Regions from separate parts of the Mus musculus genome. Here region 1 is linked to region 2. Evidence: chromatin contacts called from public promoter capture Hi-C data. All regions are on one chromosome and are shown on one strand. The core of a region is the stretch at or near the end of the contact, and the rest is flanking DNA. Distances in the headings are between cores, read along the strand shown.

What was found. Promoter capture Hi-C pulls out the DNA fragments that hold promoters and counts their contacts.
Region 1: a contact with region 2 is called in a promoter capture Hi-C map of hippocampal neurons, with 6 times the contacts expected there. The contact joins the promoter of Polg2 here to the promoter of Icam2 in region 2. A contact is called at or near these places in 17 of 39 promoter capture datasets (the 3T3-L1 cell line, the C10 cell line, the HPC-7 cell line and 9 more), 1 of 484 Hi-C or Micro-C datasets (pre-B cells), 5 of 115 datasets of contacts at active chromatin or transcription factors (the 230-238 cell line, bone marrow-derived macrophages, forebrain and 2 more) and 2 of 9 other capture datasets (adipose tissue and liver).

Annotation. Positions count from the first base shown.
Region 1 is chr11:106,776,471-106,784,233 of GRCm38.p6, reverse strand. It overlaps Polg2 (polymerase (DNA directed), gamma 2, accessory subunit), which reads left to right and starts at 4,697. Exons shown (of 8, transcript NM_015810.2): 1 at 4,697-5,275; 2 at 6,673-6,799; 3 at 6,986-7,091. The coding sequence starts at 4,792. It overlaps Ddx5 (DEAD box helicase 5), which reads left to right. Exons shown (of 13, transcript NM_007840.3): 10 at 72-133; 11 at 216-275; 12 at 1,541-1,765; 13 at 1,978-3,878. The coding sequence ends at 2,384. It overlaps Mir3064 (microRNA 3064), which reads left to right and starts at 1,475; the gene lies at 1,475-1,541.
Region 2 is chr11:106,378,676-106,386,017 of GRCm38.p6, reverse strand. Icam2 (intercellular adhesion molecule 2) reads left to right here and starts at 3,237. Exons shown (of 4, transcript NM_010494.2): 1 at 3,237-3,588; 2 at 5,079-5,351; 3 at 7,055-7,342. The coding sequence starts at 3,534.

The sequences.
Region 1 (7,763 bases), core at 3,448-5,947, 400 kb before region 2:
ATAGATATTGGTAGAGTCTTGACAAGAGTTTTAAGTTGGGTATACTACTGATAATTTAATTCTTGGTATAGGTGGCCTGCCATGGGCATCCATGGTGACAAGAGTCAGCAGGAACGTGACTGGGTTCTAAATGGTATGTATTTCAAATAAGATTAGTTTGTAGCTTGATAACATCATTTGCTTGCATTAATGATTATTCATGGTTGTCTTTATAGAATTCAAACATGGAAAAGCTCCTATTCTGATTGCTACCGATGTGGCCTCCAGAGGGCTAGGTTAGTACAAACTCGAATTCATGGCTTGGTTTCCCAGAAGATCTCCATGTAGTTTTTTTTAAAGAAAGTTTATTGCTTTCTTTAACCTGCATTTTTTCTAAGTTTTTTTCACATAAAGGTGCAGTCTTTGTGGCAAGGCCTAGGCATGACAATCGGAGGACTCGAGGGGGATGGAGGACTAGTGATCGGCTGGCTGCTTCCAGTCGATTAGAGAGGTGAAAAGCTGAAAGTGTGCCAGTAATCTTCAAAGGGCAGAACATACCACCTCTGCCCCATAAACTGTTCTCTCCGGGGGAAAAAAATGGAAGTTACCTCACAGTTCACTGCCGTGGTATTTCATCTGTCCCATGCTTTGCATGATTGCCATGGTACAGCATTGTTTCAAACTGTTCACTGTGATCTGTGGGTCTTTGAGTTTCAGTGAGTTTGCTGAAATGTCGAAGAAATATTTCCAAACTTCAATGTTCAATGAAATTTTTGTTCAAGTTTGAAATGGAGAGAGCAGCTTTAAAAGCCTTTTACAAATTGGTGAGTACTGGCACATGAGACCTAGAGCAGGACCAACTTCTCACACATAGTCAGTGGGAAAAGAAAGTGCCTTGAAAGTTCCTCCCTCACCTACACAGTAGTCGTCATGTCGAGACCTGCCAGAGAGAGACACATTCTCAAGTGAATCCTGGCTTCTTGGAAGCGCTTGCCTAGACGAGACACAGTGCATTAAAACAACTTTTGGGGGACAGGTATGTTTTTCTTGCAGCTGCAGTTGTAAGGTCTTGGCAAGACAAGCAGTGTGGCCAGAGTTTTGAACTTCTGATGAGTGTAATGCAAAGGACCTTTACATTTTTGTTAAAAGGTCCTCAAAAATGAGCACATGAAGAGATTGCTGAGAAACTTTTAATTGGCCCTACTGCGCAGAAGCATTCAGATGTCACTTGATGATCTGTAAGGGGACTGTCAATTTGGGAATGTGCTAAGGAGAACACACATTCCCTTGATAGGCTGTCAGTGGGTGGGTGTTAAGACAGCTGACATGTGCAAATTTTTTTGTTGTTTTTTGGGTGTTTTGGTTTTTTTTTTTTCCTACCCTGCCCTTTTTTCCTACCTCAATGGTGTTCCTACAGGAAATGGATAACCATTTTAACTGTATTTTTTTCAGCCCGTACCTTCTTGGGAATACAATTGTCTAACTTTTTATTTTTGGTCTGGCTGTTGTGGTGTGCAAAACTCCGTACATTGCTATTTTGCCACACTGCAACACCTTACAGATGTGGAAGATGTGAAATTTGTCATCAATTATGACTACCCTAACTCCTCAGAGGATTATATTCATCGAATTGGAAGAACTGCTCGCAGTACCAAAACAGGCACAGCATACACTTTCTTTACACCTAATAACATAAAGCAAGTGAGCGACCTTATCTCTGTGCTTCGGGAAGCTAATCAAGCAATTAATCCCAAGTTGCTTCAGTTGGTCGAAGACAGAGGTTCAGGTAAGGATCTTCGTAAGAGATGTTTCTGGTAGGTGGCAGTTACCTCTTGTCTACAAAGTGGGATCGGAAGAATGAGTACTTCTTATTTTGAAACCTAAAGAATCTAAAAGCACTTAAGACCCAACATAAATAGAGCTATCTAACTCTCTCCTATCTTACCACACTTATGCCACAGATAAAAATTGATCAATTTCCACTTACTTTCTTGACAGGTCGTTCCAGGGGTAGAGGAGGCATGAAGGACGATCGTCGTGACAGATACTCTGCAGGCAAAAGGGGTGGATTTAATACCTTTAGAGACAGGGAAAACTATGACAGAGGCTACTCTAATCTGCTTAAGAGAGATTTTGGGGCTAAAACTCAGAATGGTGTTTACAGTGCTGCAAATTACACCAATGGGAGCTTTGGAAGTAATTTTGTATCTGCTGGCATACAGACCAGTTTTAGGACTGGTAATCCAACAGGGACTTACCAGAACGGTTATGATAGCACTCAGCAATATGGAAGTAATGTTGCAAATATGCACAATGGTATGAACCAACAGGCATATGCATATCCTGCTACCGCAGCTGCTGCGCCTATGATTGGCTATCCCATGCCAACAGGGTATTCTCAATAAGACTTTAGAAGTATATGTAAATGTCTGTTTTTCATAATTGCTCTTTATATTGTGTGTTATCAGACAAGATAGTTATTTAAGAAACATGGGAAATGCAGAAATGACTGCAGTGCAGCAGTAATTATGGTGCACTTTTTTCGCTATTTAAGTTGGATATTTCTCTACATTCCTGAAACAATTTTTAGGTTTTTTTTGTACTAGAAAATGCAGGCAGTGTTTTCACAAAAGTAACTGTACAGTGATTTCAAATACAATAAATGAAGGCAATGCATGGCCTTCCAATAAAAGATATTTGAAGACTGAATTAAGTGAAATTGTACTTTATTTTACATATATAATGTCATGTACAACTTGGCTTAGATAGTGTTTTTGGGGGGGATTTTTGTTTTGGTGTTTATTTTTACACAAGGAAAGTTGACTACTTCCCATTCCTGGATTTAGGAGAGGAACTCAGAAGGCCCTTAGGATGATCTGTTTGTATGGGAAGAAGTTAGAGACAATGGATTTTATAATTCCAGATTTATTGGATAAAAGCTTTGTCATTTTTCAGTATCAGGGAAGTAAGTCATTTAATAGCCTATTTTCCTTAAGAGTGAACTACAGGACAGTAACTATATAAATACATGTTGATTTCTTTTGCAAAACAGTTTTAAGTAATGACATTTTTGCTTTATCAAAATTTTATTCCATCTCTTGGTTTTGTTGTCAACTGCCGAAATGTGCGAAGCTGAAAGACTGTTAGCCCAAGAGCTGTGTGCACTGTGTCTTTAGTGCAGGATTACCTTGTAGGTTCCTAGTCCTCGAGGACTTGCCAGAGTGCTTATAGCCACACCTGGAAGTCAGGAATGTCTCCACATTATTTCAGGGGATTTTAGGGGTCTTGTAGGCTAGTCACAAGGAAGACGACATAACCAAAAGCACAGTAAAGTTTTCGGGTTAGGTTCACTATGGGCTTAACAGCTAGAAGGATTGGGGGGAAAGCTTTAGATTTAAGTAGGATCACCAGCAAACAGCTTTGTTTCAGAATGGCTATAAGTAGGTCTAAATGTCTTCCCAAAAAATTGGTGTGTTTTTTGCCCAGGACAAAAGTCTTAAAGGAAGTTATTTAACTTTTTGTTTTTAAAATGGGCTTATTGTTAATGCCTTATTTATAAAATGTTAAAACAAAATAGAATGTGCTGGGGGTGGGAGCTGGGCGTGTTTTCCAGGGCTGATAACATTGAAAACTGGTTCATCCTCTAGTACTGAGTGGTTTTCAATGGCATGGCTAGTCAGATTCATGATTTTTAAGTATAGGTGTAGATTGGAGCATTTATTACATATTTTACTGTTCAATGTCTTAATGTGGACCTTTTATTTTGTAAATAATTATGGAAATGATTGTGGGGCTTGGAAAAAATTACCTTTGAAGTTTTAAAAGACAGTCCACTTTTTAGCATGTGTGTTGTGTCCAGCCTGTGGTTGTCTTAACTAATAAATGTGATTTTTCTCCCCATTCTCTTCATTTATTTATTCGCGTAGAGGCCTCTTACCTGGGTTTTTGCACCCCCGCCTTCCCCATTCCAGCTATCCTGGAATTTGATACATAGGCCAAGCTGGCCTTGAAGTCAGAGATTGTCCCTTATGCATATGTTAACATAGGAGTGAGCTACCACAACAGTCCTGCACCTTATAATCAAACTCCAGTATCAAAAACACCCCTTTGTCCTAGTCAGGTATTAACTGATTTCTACGAGAAGGGAAGTACAGAGGTTAAGAGCACTGCTCTTCCAGCAACCATACGGTGCCTCACAACCACCTGTAGTGATGGCCTCTTCTGGTGTGTCTGAAGACAGCAACTCACAAATCTTTAAAAAAAAAAAAAAAAATTCTTTTTAAGGAGGTGGTTAATAAATTCCCGAAGCCCTTTTTAAGACCTGGTCACCCTGTCTGTCCAGCCACACCCGGGAGAGAGTGGAGTGGCCATTGGTGATAATGTTTGCCAGCATTAGTATAAACTAAAAGTGCACAACACATTCCCTTGGAGACTGAACGCTAAGCCTCACATCAGTACCGTCCAGGACAACATTTTGGAAGGGGTTTTTTTCGTTTTGTTTGGCAGCTCGGAAAACCTGATGCTAACTCTATAGTAACAGGATTGTGGTAAAAGCTAAACAAGTGAATGTGAGGCAGGTGGAGTTACCAAACGGAAAATCCCAAAGGTAGTAAACAATCAGACGCTGGCGTCAGCCGCGGAGGCCGGGATACGCCCAAGGCGGCTGCTGCTCAGCAGCGGGTGACGCTCTTCCGGGGGCGTGGTCTACAGCACGTCCATTTCCGCTGTGCCTGCACCCCAGGCCCTGGTGCTGGTGTAGGTTTGAAACTGCGGCTCTGCACGGGAGGTGCTGGTGTTCCGACTCCTGAAGCGATGCGCTGCGGTGGCGGCGCCAGGGCCTGCCGCAGGGCCTGCAGGTGCTGGCTGTCCGGGTACGCGGGTCCCGCAGATGGGACGCAGCAGCCTGACGCCCCCGAGCATGCGGTGGCCCGCGAGGCGCTGGTAGACCTCTGCCGGAGGAGGCACTTTTTCAGCGGGACGCCGCAGCAGCTCAGCACGGCTGCTCTGCTGAGCGGGTGCCACGCGCGCTTTGGACCTTTGGGTGTAGAGTTACGAAAGAACCTAGCCTCACAGTGGTGGTCCTCTATGGTGGTGTTCAGGGAGCAGGTCTTCGCGGTGGACTCCCTCCACCAGGAGCCGGGCTCTTCGCAGCCGAGGGACAGTGCCTTCAGGTTAGTCTCTCCAGAAAGTATACGCGAAATCTTGCAAGACAGAGAGCCGAGTAAGGAACAGCTAGTGGCATTTCTTGAGAACTTATTAAAAACTTCTGGGAAACTACGGGCGACTCTTCTTCACGGTATGGCTCTTCGCGTTTCGTGCTTCTGAACAGATTTGGGGTGGAAAAGCAGTCTTGCACGAGTTTGGAGACAGCAACGGCCCTAGGCTTCCAGGCAAAGAAGTGACCAGGTTCCTTTTTTTTTTTTTTTTTTTTTTTTTAATAACATCAGAGTGATCCACCTTGAGGCAAAGGTCCGAGGCATCATTCCTGAAGAAATTTGTAAAGCATTCAGTTTGACGAGCAAACCTAAAACTATAGAGGTAGGACCTTATATAAATCAGTCACATGCTTTCATTGATACCAAGGCATTTTCAAAGACTTCCTCTGTTCCAGTTTTAAATACAATTATCAACTCAGGTTTTTCTTTTTTTTTTTTTTTTTTTTTTTTTTTTTGAGACAGAGTTTCCCTGTGTAGCCCTGGCTGTCCTGGAACTCACTCTATAGACCAGGCTGGCCTCGAACTCGGAAATCTGCCTGCCTCTGCCTCCCAAGTGCTAGGATTAAAGGCGTGCGCCACCACTGCCTGGCAACTCAGGTTTTTCTTGGTGTTTTTTGTTTGTTTGTTTGTTTTTGGTTTGTTGCTTTGTTTTGTTTTTTTTTTTTTTGTGGGGTTTTTTGCCAGGTAATTTTTTAGCTTGTCAGCTAGAAGATGAGATACACATCTTTAAAGTCAAATATAACAAATTCGGAAATGCTGCCTCTGCCGTTTAGCAGTATGGAGTAGCTAACAACACCTTACAAATCCAAGCTTGTGAAAATTAGTATATACTGTAACCTTAAATTTTTAAAGCAAAATAAAGCAAGCCGGTGATAAATGCAATTAGATTGTAGTATATTTTATCCTGTATTCTTGGTATTGATTGATTAAACAGTCTCACCATGTCCCCCAAACATCAGCTGTTTTTTACCTCTCAGTCTTTTAGATCAAAGTTGCAGACTGAAAATGAGATTTTGAGTTCAGTGTGGATAACATGGAAGTCAGTTCTCTCCTCCTATCGTGTGGGTCCTGGGGATAGAACTCAAGACTTCAGGCTTAGCAGCAGCTGCTTCTACCAGCTGAGATGTCTTTCCAGGTTTAAGGATTTTTTTTTTGGTTTTTCGAGACAGGGTTTCTCTTTGTAGCCCTGACTGTCCTGGAACTCACTTTGTAGGCCAGGCTGGCCTCTGCCCCACACTTGGTTTTTTTCTTTCTCTCTCTGAAGATACTGGACTGTTCTTTTGTTTCTTCTTTTGAGAACCTGATTTCTTTATCTCAAGTTTACCTTGAAATCAGTCTGTAGCCCAGGCTTGCTTCAAAGTGTCAGAGTCCTCTTGCCTCCACCCCTGAGTACCAGGATACCAAGTGCTGGGCTCAGAGTTCACTGCTGGTTTCCCTAAGTGAAATAGATTTATATGATCGGTTTGTTTCTTGGCAGGTGCCTTGGAGCACTATGTTAATTGCCTGGATCTGGTAAACAGAAAGCTACCTTTCGGTCTTGCTCAGATTGGAGTCTGTTTCCATCCTGTTTCGAACAGCAATCAGACACCCAGCAGTGTTACAAGGTACAAACTGTGACAGATAACCTGGTTTGCTACTTAAATACTCAAGTATTTCACTATTTCACTTTGTGATTCATTAACATTCTGTTTTGTTTGTTTGTTTGTTTGTTTGTTTTTACAATGATATGGAATTTTAATGAATGAATATTTTTTTTTCTCCTTTTTTTGTTTGTTTGTTTTTAAATAAAGAGTTGGTGAAAAGACGGAAGCTTCCTTGGTATGGTTTACTCCCACAAGGACTTCGAGCCAGTGGCTTGATTTCTGGTTGCGTCATCGGCTTCTGTGGTGGAGAAAGGTACTCCAGTAATAATTTCAGTAGTTAATAATTGAACTCATATTTTGGTTTTAGTATTTGAAACAGGGCCTTGTATAACCCTGCCACATCTCAAGCTCCATATGTAGCCTAGAATGACCTTGAACTTGCTGCTTGTCTGAGCTCAGGGATTATGAAGAGAGCTATCACCCCCAGTTTGGGGATTCCTATGTCTAAGCCTCCTGAGCACCGAGCTTACTTACAGACATACTCCACCTCATCGGGCTTATGAATAGAACTTGATTTACCTTTGGGTTTCGTGTTTTAGTTTTAGTTTTTTCTCCCCCCCCCCCACCCCCCCCAGACAGGGTTTCTCTGTGTAGCCCTGGCTGTCCTGGAACTCACTCTATAGACCAGGCTGGCCTTGAACGCAGAGATCCACGTGCCTCTGCCTCCCAAGTGCTGGGATTAAAGGCAGCGTGCCACCACTGCCAGGCCAGTTTTAGTTTCTTCCAAAGAAAATTATTGTGTAGCTGGAGAGATGGTTCAGTGGTATTCTAGAGGAAGAATTTGGTTCCCAGCACCCAAGTTAGGCAGCTTATCACTGCCTGTAACTCCACCTCTAAGGGATCTGACTCCTTCTTCTGGCCTCTGAAGGCTTCTGTAAACATATAGCACACAGACAGGTAAATGTAAATAAAATGACACACACGC
Region 2 (7,342 bases), core at 1,988-4,487:
TAATATTTTATATTAAATCTCAATATTCAAAGAGCAAATTTCCCCTCTTCTCCTTCCTGTGTGCCCTGAATCTTTTATTCCTTCACAAACACTTCATGACCAGCCTTCTGTTTCCATAAACAACCGTATTGGGATTCACTGGGATTTCACTGAATCTGTATATCAGTTGGGAAAGAAATGATCTTTCTTGTGTATTTCATTACATTTTATTTCAGGGGCACATAAGTGCCACAGCCCTCATAGAGAAGACAGAGGGCTTGTGAGGGTCAGTTGTCACATGGGGGTCCCAGGGGTCAAGCTCAAGTCACCAGACTTGGTGGCTAGAGCCTTTACCCTCTCAGTGAGCTGTCCCAGGAGCCCCTCAGACTTTTTATTTCTTCTCAAATTAAGTCTGTAAAGCTAATTTTTCTGGAATTTTGTTTCCTTTGTTCCATATTTTATGGCATACATTATTTATAGCTTTTACCTTTTCTTATTGGGTAGAGGGGTTGACAGTAGCCCAAACTAGCTTCAAATTTGCCATCCACCTGTCTCAGCCATCCAAGTGGTGCTGGGATTATACAACTGGGTCAGCACACCTGGCTGGCTTGCTCGCTCATTCATTCATTCTTTCTTTTTTTTTTTTTTTTTTTTTTGAGACAGGGTTTCTCTCTGTAGCCCTGGCTATTCTGGAACTCACTCTAACCATGCTGGCCTTGAACTCAAGACATCCATCTACCTCTGCCTCCCAAATACTGAGATCAAAGGCATGCACTACCACAGCCCAGGTTTATTTTTATTCTATTTGGTTTTATCTCATTCATTTGTTTATGGGTTGGTTGGTTTTGTTTGTTTGTTTGTTTGTTTGGAGACAGGATTTCTTTGTGTGGCCCTGGCTGTCCTAGAACTTGCTCTGTTGACCAGGGTGGCCTCGAACTCAGAGATCTGCCTGCCTCTGCCTCCTAGGTACTGGGATTAAAGGTACGCAGGGCCATCGCCTGGCTTATTTTTCTTTTTTAGTGGTGGTACTATACATAAAAGGGATGCTCTGTGCCCATTCGTTTATTTATTTGCAGCCAATCACGTTCACATTGTTCTGCATGTTATATTTGGACCAATCTTACAAAATGAAGCTATCCCTAAGACACCTCCCACTTCCCTTCCCAGCCCCAGCAGCCCCCCTCTCCTTCTGGGGTGTGATCAGTCTCTATATAGCCCTCTCTATTTCCATGGTTGTTCTGATGATAGTTACTTGCTTTCTTTTTGAGCCCTGTCTGGAAGTTTCCTCTGGCCTTGCATGTCCCTCCCAAAGGTCTTGGGAGAACCTGATCCTCACAATGGCTTCCTTTGAGCTTTCTCAGCTACCATAGCTGCCTGCCACTCATAGGGACTTCACCTTTCCCACGGTATGTGACCTTGGTGGAGCCACTTAGCCTCTCTGTGCCTCAGTTTCTCCTTCTAGGAGATGAGAACAGTAGTCATAGTTGAGCTTGTAGAATTCAGGAGTAAGCAGGTCATATTTAGGGAGCGCATTGACAGTGACCAGCCTGACGTAGGTATAGTCACCTGCTCCAAGACAACACTCTCATCCATGACAGGCCACATGTACGTACAATAGAGGTCCCAGAAGATTACACTGGAGCTACAAAAGTCATACCACATAGAGGCCTTATAGCCATCACAGCCCGGTGACAACATTGAATGCATCACTCCCAGATTCTCCTGGTGGTGTTAGTGTGCTACTGTGGTGCAGCTGTGTTCAAGTATAACACGTCTAACTATGTACAGGACGGTAGTGTCCTGTACCGTCTAGGTTTGTGTGGACACACTGTGGTGCTCACACCACCTGATGACAAAGTTCTCTGAACGTGAACTGCAAAGCGAGCTCTAGGCCAGTGTGGACCACTTAGCGGGGTGGGAAAAACACCAAGAGTCTAGGGATGCAGCTCTTGGCATGTGTCTAGCATGCATGAAGCCGTAGCGACTCAGTCACCAACACCCCTCCAAAAATGAAAAGACAACTCCTTCCCTGCCTAAGTGGTGTCTGTTTGTCTGCCCATTTGTGTTGCTGTATTATTATCACATTATTATTTATTATTATTATTATTATTACCCAGAGAAGGCCAACCCCCACCTTATCACCCAAAACCCTTGAAGCCCTCCAGTCCCCTGTTCTCAGGACTCTATCAGCCTAATGTGTGATCAGATACTCCCACCCTCCCCCCACCCTTCCCCCACCCTCCCCCCACTCTACCCCACCCCACTTCTCCCTTCTCCCTCTTTTCTCTCCTTACCTGGTCTTCGCTTTCTGGTGGAATCTCAAAGCCCAACAGCCTCATGTGGGGACTTCCCTTGATCCAGGCTGATAACATCTGCACTAGATAGCTATATACAACAGCCACTACTCAGCACTGTGGGAAGGACAGGATGTCACAGGGTCACTGGCTGAGCCATTGAGGCTTCCTCTACTTGAAATCTGGAGGACACAATGGACTGGGAGCTGGTCCTGCAGGTGGCTTCCTGAGCTCCAATAATGAGCCCTCAAAACCCTGGGGCTTCCTTTGGATAGGCCCTTTCTGGGATTCTACCGAGAAAGCAAGGAGGCCTGCTTTTGCCCTGCCTATCCCCCAGGTTCTAAGACAGAACTAAGACAGTAAGGTTGACTAAATATGGTGAACACAGTGCCTCCTGGGAAGGCCGTGTATCCAAAGTTCTCTGCCTGTGGTGAAGTGTGCCCGGAAGGAAGGCTAGGAAGACCAAGGTCCTGCCTGAAGTAAGGAGATGCACAGGAAAGCACTAACTGACAAGGCCAGGAAAGAGTCTAGGGTTTGGGAATAGGTTGTAGGCACTGTTTCCTGACCTCCTGGGCCCCAGGAGACGACTGTGGGCTGCCCTTTTGCAATCTCTGAGCCCTGTGTTGGCTGAATTAGGGCTAGGCTTCTGCTGGAAACTAAATGAGACATTGAGACATGCAGATATACGCAGGGCATTAGCAAGAGATTACTATGTGACTGCGTTCTAACTTTGGATATCATCTTTCCAGAGATGACGCCAACCGAGGCCTGGTAGAATTCAGAGTTCCCCTGATCTGAATCTTGGAGACCTCACTCTGCCCAATGTACAGTTAAAGAAATTCCATGTACACTCCCCCCACCCACACACAAAACACGTAAGTGCATGCAAGCTTGCACACATTCATGCATGCACACACACTTCCTGCATGTGATTTCCCATTGCTTTCCTATCCCCGCACAGGGAGCATGCAACGTGAGAGAACCCTGTTACACCCCTGCTTATCTGCTGCTTCCTGGCTTCCTCTGCATGAATTCTTGAGGCCCTAAAGGCTTGGGAGCTGGTCTGTGCATATTGTTTCCTGATCTCAGATAATTAGAGGAAATGAGCTCACTGGCACAGAGGAGATTGTGGATTTCAGTTGGGAGCGCCAGGCTTCACTCCCCGACCTGTAGCAGACATCTCTCCCTAACCCTCCAGGCAGCCGTCAGCTGTGCCCCTGAAGCCCATAGACTCCACAGACCCCACAGACCCCACCTGAGATGTCTTCTTTTGCTTGCTGGAGCCTGTCTCTTCTTATCCTGTTCTACAGCCCAGGTAAGCCAGCTCCCAGGGGTTTCAGCACATGGCATCTTAGGGTGGGAAGTACTAATACTCCTCAGGCATCGGGGTGGGGGAAGGGGACATCCTGGCCACAGAGGCCTCTCCACCATAGGTAAAGAAGACTGTGTCAGCCTGGCTTTGGTTTCTCATGGCCCCAGGCTAAGGACTAGGATCAAGGCCTTTTGGATACTAGAGGGAACAAACTCAGAGATCTGGGAATGTCGATGAAACATTCATCAATGAATGTTGATGTGACAGGCTACCGACGTTGGGGGTGGTGGACAGTGGGTAAATGGGAGACTCCAGAAGGAATGCCAGGGGCTAAGCGGAGATGAGGCAGCATGCCAAAGGGGCCTAGTGGACAGCAGAGGGCAGCCGATGATACTGTGCTCACTGGCAGAACAAAATGAAAATGAAAGCTGTTTCAGTGGGTCAAGGAGACCTGGAAGGACACAGCCTCTACGTGCTGAGTGTCCTATGTCTTAGACAACCTGCCAAACGCTTCCAAGCCTAATTGCACTCAGGACCCAGGGGAGGGCACATGATCCCTTTTAACAAGTGAAGAAACTGAGGCTCACAGAAAGAATATATATAACCAACGTTGAAAGTTCAAGTCCAGCACTATCTACATGGAAAGCCCCTCCTTTGCCGCTGAATTGAATGTCACTAGCTGATGGCTGAGTGGGGAGGGAGAAAGACAAGCCATGTGTAGGGACCCTGCTAGCCAGGATCCAGGACCATCGTGGTCCTCACAGAGTGGAGGTGAATACCGAGGGCCCCATTGTCTTACACCAGGTACATCCCAAATGTCTGTCCTGCATAGAGCTGTGTAGTCACCATAAAGAGAAACATGGGAAACTCAGGCCCAGCCTAAATGTCCTGGCTCCAACGATGTCTACAGAGCATCAACATAAATTATGAGCTTTATGCAACAGGTCCTTTTGATGGTGGCCTGTTGCTTTTCTGGTCTTATTTCCACCATTCCTCTTCCTTGCTAAGGTTTGGTCATCTCCGTTCTCCATTGCTTCATGAACGCATGCTCCCGATGGCAGGTCTGCGAGCCAGCGGCTCCGTTTATCTGCAAGGTGCTCCCACAGCGCATGAAAGGTTCTCTACCTCCCTCTGTCTTTGCTTCAACATCTCTTATTAGCTACGTTATTAAAAATGGAGTCCCTCCACTACCTCTACTCTCTTTCCCTGGAGCTTTGCCGCCACCCAGAGGGCATCCTGTCAGTTTTCGATGGTGATGTGAGCTCAGAGTTTACCTCCATTCTCAGAGGTGTCTTCATGACAGAGGGAACATTGTACGGGAGCTTAAGGAAGCCGAAAGTAGGCTTGAGGAAGACTGACCTAGGGCTGACTGATAAAGGGACTGGAGGAAAGGGGCCAACCAAAGGTGACCTGTCTCCTTGGGCCACTGGTAATAGAGAGCCCCAAGGACAGGCATCAGAGACGTCTGCTGCCAAGTGCTTTTGGTTTTACAGGGTCTGGTGAGAAGGCCTTTGAGGTCTACATATGGTCCGAGAAGCAGATAGTAGAAGCCACAGAGTCTTGGAAAATCAACTGCAGCACCAACTGCGCAGCCCCAGACATGGGCGGCCTGGAGACGCCCACGAATAAAATAATGTTGGAAGAGCATCCTCAAGGGAAGTGGAAACAGTTCTTAGTCTCAAACGTCTCCAAAGACACGGTCTTCTTTTGCCATTTCACGTGTTCGGGAAAGCAGCACTCGGAGAGTCTCAACATCAGGGTGTACCGTGAGTGTCTATGCTGGGGGCTCTACTCCCCAGTACAGTGCCCATGTCTACTACTACTGCTACTGCTGCAACTACCGCTACTACCACCACCACTACCACCACCACCACCACCACTACTACTACTACACACTAACTGCTCAGTGACTTCTCCTGGGTCTTCTCATCATGGGATTCATCTCCTTTGGCTCCTGAGCTACAAGCAGGACAGACCTGCGGGCTCAGGACCTGCTTACAGCCCTGGTTGGACTCCATGAGTCCTCCTGTACCTCAGAAGCAAACTGTGCAGGTTGTGACCCTTGCTCCAAGAAGGTCAGTCCAGCCAAGGTTTGCACAGACCCTGATGTCACTTCCTACCCTAGTTCAGCCACCAGGGCACTCACTCCCTCACGAGCAGCAGCGAGTCAGTCAGGGGAGCTAGCCTTCTCTAGTAGCTCCCTCATTTCATGAGGAAAGTGGAGGTGCTGTGCAGCAGTATTCTCGTTGTTCTCTCCAAGGACCTGTGGCAAGTGTGTGAACCTTGCGTACACACCTGCCAGGGTAGGCCAGGATTCTCTCAGTGTCTTAGTGACATCAATGGGTCAAAGAATAGATGTCCTAGGTCCTAGGTGTGTAGGAGTGAGTGGAGGAGACGTGCTCTAATTTAGAAGGGAACTGGGGTACCACCGTAGCACTCATTCAGTCGATCTGGAATTATATTGGTCAATCTAACTGGAGAAACGAGGCAAACCTGACTCCTGTCCCAGCATCGTGAGGAAGCTCAGTCAGCAACCCACGTGCTTCCTTCCAGATGTTCACAGCACAGAAACCCAGCTGTTTAATTTGAAGTTTGTGTTTAGTATCTAGAGAGGATGGAAACAGGCCCCGACTTTCCTATTTGCTTGTTTGCTTGTTTGTTTGTTTTTGTTTTTGTTTTATTTTGGTTTGGGTTTTGCTTTTGGTTTTTTGAGACAGAGTTTCTCTGTATAGCCCTGGCTGTTCTGGAATTTACTTTGTAGATCAGGCTGGCCTTGAACTCAGAAATCTGCCTGCCTCTGCCTCCCAAGTGCTGGGACTAAAGGTGTGTGCTACCACTCCCTGGCCCCAGATAGTTTTTTAAATCCTTCTAGTTGGTTGTACCCTTCCTTCCTCCCTTCCTCCCTTCCTCCCTTCCTCCCTTCCTCCCTTCCTCCCTTCCTCCCTTCCTCCCTTCCTCCCTTCCTCCCTGTCTTTCTTTCTTTCTTTCTTTCTTTCTTTCTTTCTTTCTTTCTTTCTTTCTTTCTTTCTTTCTTTCTTTCTTTCTTTCTTTCAAAAGACTTACTTATTTTATATTGTGTACATTCAGAAGGGGGAAGCAGGTCCCATTACAGATGGTTGTGAGCCATCATGTGGTTGCTGGGAATTGAACTCAGGACCTCTGGAAGAGCAGTCAGTGCTCTTAACCACTGAGCCATCTCACCAGTCAGCCTGGCTGTACCATTTCCGCATCTTCTCTTTGTAGACCCCTTTTCTATTTTCCAAACCATGTCTGCAGAGCAGAGCTAGCACCCTGCACACCCTCTACCATACACCTCCTCTTCCTCCCTCTTCCACTGAGCAGGCCACGCTCACTTCCTCTTTCTCAAGTTTAGCTAGGGATTTGGGATACGAGGAGTGGGCCTTAGCCCGGCAGGACATGCAGGGACACAGTTCCATCCTGTCTGGCCTTCCTCCTTTGTCTCCTGCAGAGCCTCCAGCTCAAGTCACACTGAAGCTGCAGCCGCCTCGGGTGTTTGTGGGTGAAGACTTCACCATTGAGTGCACGGTGTCCCCTGTGCAGCCCCTTGAGAGGCTCACCCTCTCTCTGCTCCGTGGCAGAGAGACCCTGAAGAATCAGACCTTTGGGGGAGCAGAAACTGTCCCCCAAGAGGCCACAGCCACGTTCAACAGCACAGCTCTGAAAAAGGACGGTCTCAACTTTTCCTGCCAGGCTGAGCTGGATCTACGGCCCCATGGTGGGTATATCATCCGCAGCA